Linked DNA regions of Zea mays: region 1 is linked to region 2. A link is a contact called in public Hi-C data. All regions are on one chromosome and are shown on one strand. Each heading gives the region's core, a stretch centred on a gene start, on an enhancer-like site or on the middle of the called end of the contact. The rest is flanking DNA. Distances are from core to core; before and after follow the strand shown.

The links. A called contact is a pair of places that touch in the nucleus more often than the background predicts.
Region 1: a Hi-C map of ear shows a contact between it and region 2, with 2.0 times the contacts expected there. The contact joins the promoter of LOC100303816 here to the promoter of LOC100284896 in region 2. A contact is called at or near these places in 2 of 25 Hi-C or Micro-C datasets (ear and tassel).

The regions. Positions count from the first base shown.
Region 1 is chr2:179,856,773-179,861,112 of Zm-B73-REFERENCE-NAM-5.0, forward strand. It overlaps LOC100303816 (UDP-glucose 4-epimerase 4), which reads right to left and starts at 2,988. Exons shown (of 9, transcript NM_001165446.1): 1 at 2,685-2,988. The coding sequence starts at 2,894.
Region 2 is chr2:179,485,480-179,490,257 of Zm-B73-REFERENCE-NAM-5.0, forward strand. It overlaps LOC100284896 (phosphatidate cytidylyltransferase), which reads left to right and starts at 3,143. Exons shown (of 11, transcript NM_001157791.1): 1 at 3,143-3,480; 2 at 3,591-3,844; 3 at 3,924-4,075; 4 at 4,636-4,777. The coding sequence starts at 3,388.

The sequences.
Region 1 (4,340 bases), core at 1,738-4,237, 370 kb after region 2:
TGTGATAAGCTCATGCAAACATATCTGAGGGAGATAAAGTCAGGCTAACACAGTTTCAAAACTATTGACTAGGCAACTAGCACCATGCACGTCTTGTTCACTATAGCAGCAACCAGATTACCAGAAATATAAATGTTGCACATGTGTATTTTCCCTAGAAGAATATATTTGTGTACCAAGTATACTTGTTGCGCATGTGTATTTTCACCTGGTAAGTTTCCTGTGCCCTTATTTAGTCAGGATTTGACAGAAAAAGGTAGATCCATTTACCATGGAAAATAAATTGGCGAGCAAATATTTACTTCTTTTCATCTTCGAGTGCAAGTTTACATACTCCTCAGAAGCTTAGAGAATGATTTTTCCTAGAAGAGTCAAACTTTTTTGCACAAGTCGACAAATAAGGATACGATAAACCATCCTACTTAACCAAACTGTGTATGTCTATGAACGGTTACTTTGAAAAAAATCGATTGAAGAAAAGACTATAGATATTATCACCCTGAATGCATGAACCAAATCCTCAACAGCAAGGACATGCCATTTATATATCTACCAACCCCGTTGGTTCTGTCACAGATAAATCAAGCCACCAAATTCATTGAGCAGCCAAGATTTTGTCAATGGCAATAACAAATACGGAGTAGGTAATATTATTGGAGCCAGTTGTATAAATTCTGCAATGCTGAAGTGATACATGTTCAAGCATTGACCAATGAAGGCGCTGACACCATCCAAACTTTGCCAATTTGGCCGCTCTACCTGTAAATGTCAAGTGCAATCCTAAACATCTGCAGCTCAAACATAACTTTGGACTTGGCAAGAAACCAAGAATCTGAATTTGAGGAATTACAACCATGCTAAAATTACTGAAGCTTTTTCATCGTTGCCCATCTACTACATTCAAGTAAAACCAAGGTTTACAAAACCGGTAAAAAACCGGCGGTAAACCGGTCGGTTTACCGAAACCGCCCGTTTTTTTCAAAATCTGTTCCAATTCAAAAAAATTGAAAAAAAACATAAAAACCGAAAACCGCTGGTAAACCGTTTTTTGGACCGGTAACCCGTTATTTTAGACTGGTAAACCGCCAATTTTTGCCGGAAAACCGGATTTAAAGCCGCGATTGAGTATTTAGTGGTCAATTTAGGTATATTAGTCTTGTTTAATGTTATATGCTATATGTGAAGATGTTATATGCTATATGTGAAGATGAAACTCGTAGCTCAAGTCAAGTTTAGGCATTTAGTGGTCAATTTCGGTTTCATTTCCTGTCCAAGATGGAATCCGTGGATCAAGTAGCTTCAGTTCTTCTAATAAGTATCCGTCTGGACAAGACTCAATCTAGAACCCTTAGCTCCAGTTCTTCTGTATGTGTTCTTAAGATTTATTGATCAGAAGAAAAGTTCAACACATGGTGAGGTGCACATGTAATACACAAACACCAAACACACATACCAGTATGTTTTTTTGCTTTGTCAATAAGTATTTGTTTGCCGTTCTTGTTTTCTCGCTAGTGTATCTCATATTTTTTGTATAGACCTACCACTATGACAGATTAGAACACTATCACGATACTTCCAACATGCCTAAGTACTATCACTATGACTCGAGCTGAACATGTGAGTATTGTGAAATAAGTCGACCTATGTGTCGTTGCCTCGTTGGAGAGTTGTAAAAGAACTTGTATTTGAGTATTGCGAAGTTCGCTGGTTGTTTGTTGTATGAGAACTGGAATTTGTGGTAGCATATGTATGTTATATGTTATTTTGGTGAACACATATCGTATGGATCAATTAATATTTACTGTTCAATGTGAACTGAGCAAATTACAAATAAATCTTATCAAAAAATTTCATTTTTTCTGTAAAAAACAGCAAAACCGGTTTATTTCGCGGTTAACCGGTGGTCTAGAGCGGTTTTTCGCTGGTTTTTCACCGGTAAACCGTTTCAAATTTAAATTGATTTGAATTGGTCAAACCGGTCGGTTTTTACCGGTTTCCAAACGGTTAATCGGCGTTACCGGTGGGTAGCGGTTTTTGTAGACTAAACGGTTTACAACCAAACAAAAGCGACAAATCCAAAATTTCAACAGAATCTGCAGTACTGATTATATCATCCTCCAATATGTTTACAACTTATGAATTTATTCCAATACAGATCAGCTAAATATCAATCTGAGTATTTTTTTCCTATTCCCAAGTAAAGTCTGAGCAAGTTAACCAAACTCCCACCACCACCATTTTATGTATATCAAACAGTCAAATAAACCGTGCAAAAAATACAGGCGGCAGGGCCCTATAAAAGCAGTTCGAGACATCGACTCAACTCGACAAATCACGCAGAAAAGGGAAGCCCAAGAAGCCTACCCAGCCCAGCCAGAAAGCAACGCATCAATACCTTTGGTGGCTAATCATCACGCTTAAACGCTTAAATCTAAATTTTCCTACGAAGCCTACGTAAGCCCCACCAATGATGGCCCAAAACATTACCTCCAAGGCTCCAACGTGGCCAACATAATCAATACTAACAGTACGCCAAAATAATCACCACACCAACAGCACGTTGGAGTAAACTCCGCGTGCATGTATTACAGAAATACAAATCGGCGCGCGTGATCGACACGAAGGGCTCTCGGTCTCGGCTACATTGAGGGGCAGACAGCGAACGTGCTTACTGGAGCAATTACCTTATGGAACGCGAGGTTTTTAGCGTGTTCCCCCGCAAGCGAGCGCAGGCGACGGATCACGAGCTCTGAGGAGTTGGCGAGGCTATCGACGACGACGACGCGGAAGCCCGCGGTGAGCAGCTGTAGCACGGCGTGGCTACCGATGTAGCCTGCCCCGCCCGTCACCAACACCGCCCTGCTACTCGGCCCCGCCTCCTTCGCCGCAGACATCTCCTCCACCCCCGCGACCCTCCTCCTCTCCGTCTCGCTCTCTCTGTCTAGTGGCCCGGTGCTTGCGGATCTGCGGGATGAGACGACGACCAAGTGGCCGAATGGGAGGGAAGGAGGCGTGGACGAGACGAGAGGTGGAGGCGAGGAGTGGGGAAGGAGAGGAGAGAGAGAGAATCGAGGAAGAGGAAGAAATTTGAATCCGCCCGGGATTGCCGCACGCCCAACGACGTCACGCCGGGCCCGCGCGCTCCTGAACCGCCGGGACCACTGCCACGTGTCCGCCTGTGGGGCTGATGGAGGTGTCGGTGATGTTTTTTTTTTTGGGGAGGGGTTGAAAACTGGACATAGGAGTAGAGGTATTTCTCTCAGATACAGAATAGTTAAAATTCGAGACGGATACAAGATGGAACCAGATAATAAATCAGAAGGGAAATAAACAGATGTCAGATATTAATTGGATAGATAATGGATAATTGTCGGATAATTTGTCTCAATGATATTAGTTGACTAACCGTTCAACAAACAAATAAAATAAAAATTACATAATTATACACATGATAGCTTAAATATAGAAAAATAAATCGATAAAATTGACATCATGCATGCAGTTTTAAGTTACTATTTATAAGGACATTACAGAACCAACAACACAATTTAAAAAAAACAAATCGTCAACATATCCTCTTATAGACATAATCAAAAAGTCCACAAGTATATAACAAATAGTAGATAGTTGACATAATTAACATGTTCAGGTGTTCAACACTTTCACATCACAAAATAAAAAAAACAAAACATAATTTATAGTCATTTGATCATATCTAGTCTTGGGATATCTAACCTCTCAAGAGAATGATAATGATACACTTTGTAGAAGGAGTGTATATATATAGTACAGCTAGGATATCTAATCAAGCAATTTCTACCTCGTGTTGCAATTTTTATGTTTGGATGAGGTTCTAAAATTCGGGCTACGAGCAAAAATAATCTTTATTGTTTCTTGGATTATGTGCTTGTGTGATAGAACTAGGGGTGGTAATGGATTGTGATCCAAATGTTTCTTCACGATTCCTTAGAGTCCTAAATTAATGTTAGTTAAAAAATAAATAGAAATAGAACCTAATTCTAACTCGATCCATAAATTTTATAGTGTAAAATTTAGATTCCATTGTCATCCCTAGATACAACCCTTTAGAATCAGAGTGTTAGGATGAAATTCCAGGATTTTAAGATTTTTTATATGTTGATCCTTAAAATTATTACGCATTCGAAGCGTTTGTTTCTATTGTTTTACATTTGTCCCTGCCTCCCCGGCCCCCTGCCCCGCCACGACAGACCTCCTTGGTCCCCTCCCTCACCTTCACCGCCTCCTCGACGCTCGTGCCTCCGACAAGGATCTCGAGGGGCTCATGGCCGGCGTCGAGGCGCTCAAGACTCCATCTAGGA
Region 2 (4,778 bases), core at 1,893-4,392:
CAGCGAGCTTTGATGGGCGATGGCAAGCGAGATGTATAGGGCGACGGCGGGGCTTGGCTTCTGGGCGGCAGGGCAACACTTCCGGGTGACGGTGCAGGTCGGCAACGGGGGTTGACGATGGCGAACGGCAGCGACAAAGCCGACGGTGGTGCAGGCTGGCGGTAGGGTCGGTGACGACGAAGGCCAGGGGCATGGTTAGGGCTGTCGGTGCCTCCATTCATCTATGAGGAGTTATTTGAGTTTGTAACATTCTCGTCGCGCGGCTTCGCCACGTTATTACTCTGCAGCTGCGCATCACCATTTTAGTATTCTGGAGCTCACAGCCGCGCCAGATTGGGACAGTTAATGTTCCGCACTCTGTTACCTTCCATTAGACATGGTAAAAGTCAATTTTGTCCCTGTTGTAACCACGAGGCTGGTGAAAACCTAACTCCTCCTCACTCCTCCCTTCCACGGGAGTTTTCCTTCCACGACGCCGCCGCTCCCACTCCTCTGTCTCCTCTTTGCTCGCTCCTCCGAGAGCACTCTTCCTCCGATGGCGACTCCGGCGAGAGGGAAGAAACGGCTGGTCCTCGACGTCGATGTCGAGGTCGACAGTGAGGTCGAAGTGGCTTCCGCCTTCAGCCGATTATCTGTTTCAATCGTTGCCAAGCGTACAGGCGACGGTTGCGGCTTGGAGCACTCCACCGCCAAAGAGCACACCACCGGCAAGGAACTCACCTGCGCGGCCACATCAGGTACCTCTTTCTGTCGTCAAGGAGCACTCCCCCAGCAGCAGACCCCTTCTGTCGTCAATCACTGCTCGCCACCTCGTTCAGTGTCGGTAAGGGTTGTACTAAGTTCAATACTATGCAGTACTACTCGTTCAATTCCAACAGCAATTTTTGTGGTTTCGCAGATAACCCGATTTGAAACAGTTCGTAGTGACCTCGCCCAAGCCATTGCAAAGATGCATGTAGTTGGGAAGGAGTTGAAAGATTTGGCCGGAGACGAGATTATGGATTCGCCAGATACGGCCAAAAAGGTGTTAGTGAACTTCGCAATGTGGCGCGTGTATGAGCTTGCTCAGTCACTTGAGGACGAAGCACATCGTTTAGAAGATCTCGAAGCTGGTCCGTCGCCAGCATTATCTGAGTCACTCCTGCTGCACAACATTACCTCCCTGGCGCAACATCAGCTGTGTTTCAGTAGAAACTTCAGTTCTTCCGGGGTCATCTTGTGTGTTGTCATCTTGATGTTCAGCTGATTTGGTCATATTTTTTGGAAACCATTGTTTTGTGGTATTTTTTCGAGGTTTCCTTTTCCTGAAAAACACCAAAAATAACATTATGAAGTCAACAAAGTAATCATTAAGAGAGGATTTAAAGCTTCAATTAAAATGAAATTGCTAGCCTTTTTTGGACCCATTAAGTGGGCATTTTGGACTGGCCTTCCTATGACCGAGTTGGCCATAGTTCGGGCATTTAATTTTTCCTCTAAGTAGCTTCTTCTCATTTTCCTCTTCAGGTATGGACTATTTCTTCTTTGCAGCACCACCTTCTAGGCAACTTTTAATTCGATTTTTCCTTTGTCGCCCAACACTCCTCTTACCAATAGGTGCATTCACTTCATCGGCTAGGGACACTTTTGGCCAAAAGGACTTGTCGCCCGCACTTTCAATCCTTCATACATAAGCCTTTTTAAATTTGTCAACAGAAAAGTAGTCTCTACAAAGTGCTCCATTCCAACTTCTCGCATTTGTTGCGCTATAATGACCACTAGGCCGTGCTGGCGCGGGCAGACGACAGCGCTGGCAGCTGGTAGCAGGGGGTGGCGCGGGCAGCTGCTGGTAGCCGACTGCGTGACCACCTGGTGGCGAGTCTCCCTGGTGGCAGACGGCGGCGCACACTCTGTTTTCTGGTGGCAGGAGTTCTCTCGCGCAAGAACACTCGAACTCCGGTTAGGGGTAGATTAGTATGAAGGGGTACACAACCTGCATGAAGAGCAATAAAACAGACGTTAACAGAGCGCGGGACATTAACTGTCCCAATCTGGCGCGGCTGTGATCTCCAGAATACCAAAATGGCGATACGCAGCTGCGGAGTAATAGAGTAGCGAAGCCGCACGACGAGAACGTTATAAACTCAAATAACTCATCTATGAGCGGGCGTGTTCTATTCGTGAGACAGAAAGAACGATTCGGTTCTGAAAGAAAAACAGGTGGCACATTCTCATTCATTATTCCAATCTTGTTGAGGGTATTACATAATTAACCATATAAAAGCTGATTTTAAGTGTGAGAGGTCAGCTTCTTGTTTTTTTTAAAAAAAACTAGGAAACCAGTTTTTTTTTGAAACTGGACAAAAAATACTTTTAGCTTTTAAAAACCCGTCTGTAAGGAACTGAGTGGTTCCATAAACGGGTTTTAGAGCAGCTCGAATATTTCTCTAAAAAAGCTTCCTAAACTTTGATTAGCAATTTGTCAAATAGCTATTGGTAAAAAACAAATTGGTCTCTAATAGTTCCTAATATTTAGAGATTAGTTTAGCTTTGCTCGTCACACCTAACTGGCGGCGTGGATGAGAGCAGAAGGCGTCGACGGTGGAGGAGAAGGTCGATCGGCGCAACATGTGAGGTATTAAGGGAGCGGCATGACCTATGAGACAGCGGTAGTCCGACGATGGAGGAGAAACTTATGTCACACGCATTGGATCTGGCTGTCTCACTGTACGGAAAAGAAAAAAAGATCGTGTCAGAGATGGCTACCTCGCTAAGCAGGAAAGGAGGAAAATAAGCAAGAAATGTGAAGAAATCAACGTCAATTGCAGTGCCTGTTAGGTTGTTAAACTTAAAGAGTAAACAAGGTTAGATAATAAGTAATTAAATTTAGCAAATATATTTAGAGAACTATTAGAGAAGTATTTTTTATATATTTTTTAAATTTTAAATTTAAGATTTATGGAGTTATTTGGAAAATAATTGGAGTTGCTCTTAAACGATTTGAACCACTCTACCTTGCGCGTGTACGTGTAAGCCTGTGTCGACGGCTTTGACCGAACAGCTCCACGTCTGGGCCCTCTCTCTACCACACATAATTGAAGGGTTTGCCGTTCGGAGGACGGTGATCCCTGTCTGTTTCTGTTTCTCTCTAGAGATCCCATACCGCCGCCAGCCCGCCGCTGTGCCTCATCGCCGGCGACGGCGCAGAACAACCCAGCCGATCAGCCGTCCTCACATCGAAGTCTCCATACACCAGTGGCATCGCCCCCATATTTCGCCCGTTGCATTGAACTACTGCAGAGTGGAGATCCGTCTATCCATGACCCACCCAGCAGGCCCTGGATCGATCTGTCATTCTCTTGGTAATTAACCCACGCTTGCTCGGAGGAACGCTGCAGGGCACAAGAAATGCAGAGGGATGCCGGCTCCGGCGACCGGACGCCGGGCACCCCGAGCCCGACGCACGGTGGCCGGCTCAGGCACCGGAAGCGCTCCAACGAGGTGATCGGTTCTACCGTGTATCCGTAGTTCTATACAGAGATGACTTTCTGTTCCTGGCTGTAGAGGTGGAGGACTCGCATTCATTGCGCATCGTTGTTGTTATTGTTTAGGTCCCCAGCGACGTGAACACGACTAATGGCGCCAACCTGCTCTTAAACGACCAGAACAAGTACAAGTCGATGCTAGTTCGTACCTACTCCTCACTGTGGATGATGGCCGGGGTCGTGTTCTTGATATATATGGGCCATCTCTACATCTGGGCCATGGTGGTGGTCGTCCAAATCTTCATGGCAAAGGAGCTCTTCAACCTTCTCCGCAAGGCCAATGAGGACCGGCAGCTCCCAGGGTTCAGGATGCTCAACTGGTGAGGTGGTGGTAGGATATATGGCTGATCGATGCATTGGATGACCTGGCGTTTACAATTTTAATCTGTGATGTGACAGGCATTTTTTCTTTACTGCGATGCTGTTTACCTACGGGCGCTTCCTTAGCCATCAGCTTGTTAACACGATGACTTCAGATAAGTTGTTGTACAAGCTGGTGAGCAGGCTCATCAAGTACCAGATGTTTATTTGCTACTTTCTTTACATAGCAGGTAACTGTGGCAAAAAAATTTTGTTCCCAAATAAGGGTCATGAAATGTACAAGTTTACATCATAGGTCAGTTCAATATTTTAATAGTTCTTGATTTGATAGGCTGGCATTGGACCCAGGGAGTTCAGTCTGACAACGACATTTGGTCCATTTCCCTTTTGGTAGATGTGTTTAGAAATGTAGGCCGGAGAAGTAGTGCCATCAAACCTCCTCAAACGGGACTTTGCTTAGTGAGTTTTTTAGAGTGACAAGGAACAGTTCTTCCTTCATTCTCCAGTTCATAATGTTTTTTTAGTTGATTTTGTTTATTGAGTAAAGGTGGTTTTATTGTGTTTATATTTATTGAGTGATGGTGGTTGGGAAGGCTGTATATGATGTGACTGTACAATGCAATATAATCCTCTATGTTGTTCCCATTAAGTTTGGGTCCTTAAGCACTTAAGTTTTATAGCACATAAATTCGTAAGCTGTTTTTTTTACAAAAAAATGAGGCAAATGCATTCTCATAAAGTTTGAAAATTGCTTGCTTATTGCCACCATAGTAATTTATTTATTTTCTAGGTTTTGTTTGGTTTATTATCACACTAAAGAAAAAGACATACAAGTACCAGTTCAGTCAATATGCATGGACTCACATGATCCTTCTCATGGTATTTGCCCAGTCATCTTTCACTGTGGCAAACATTTTTGATGGAATATTCTGG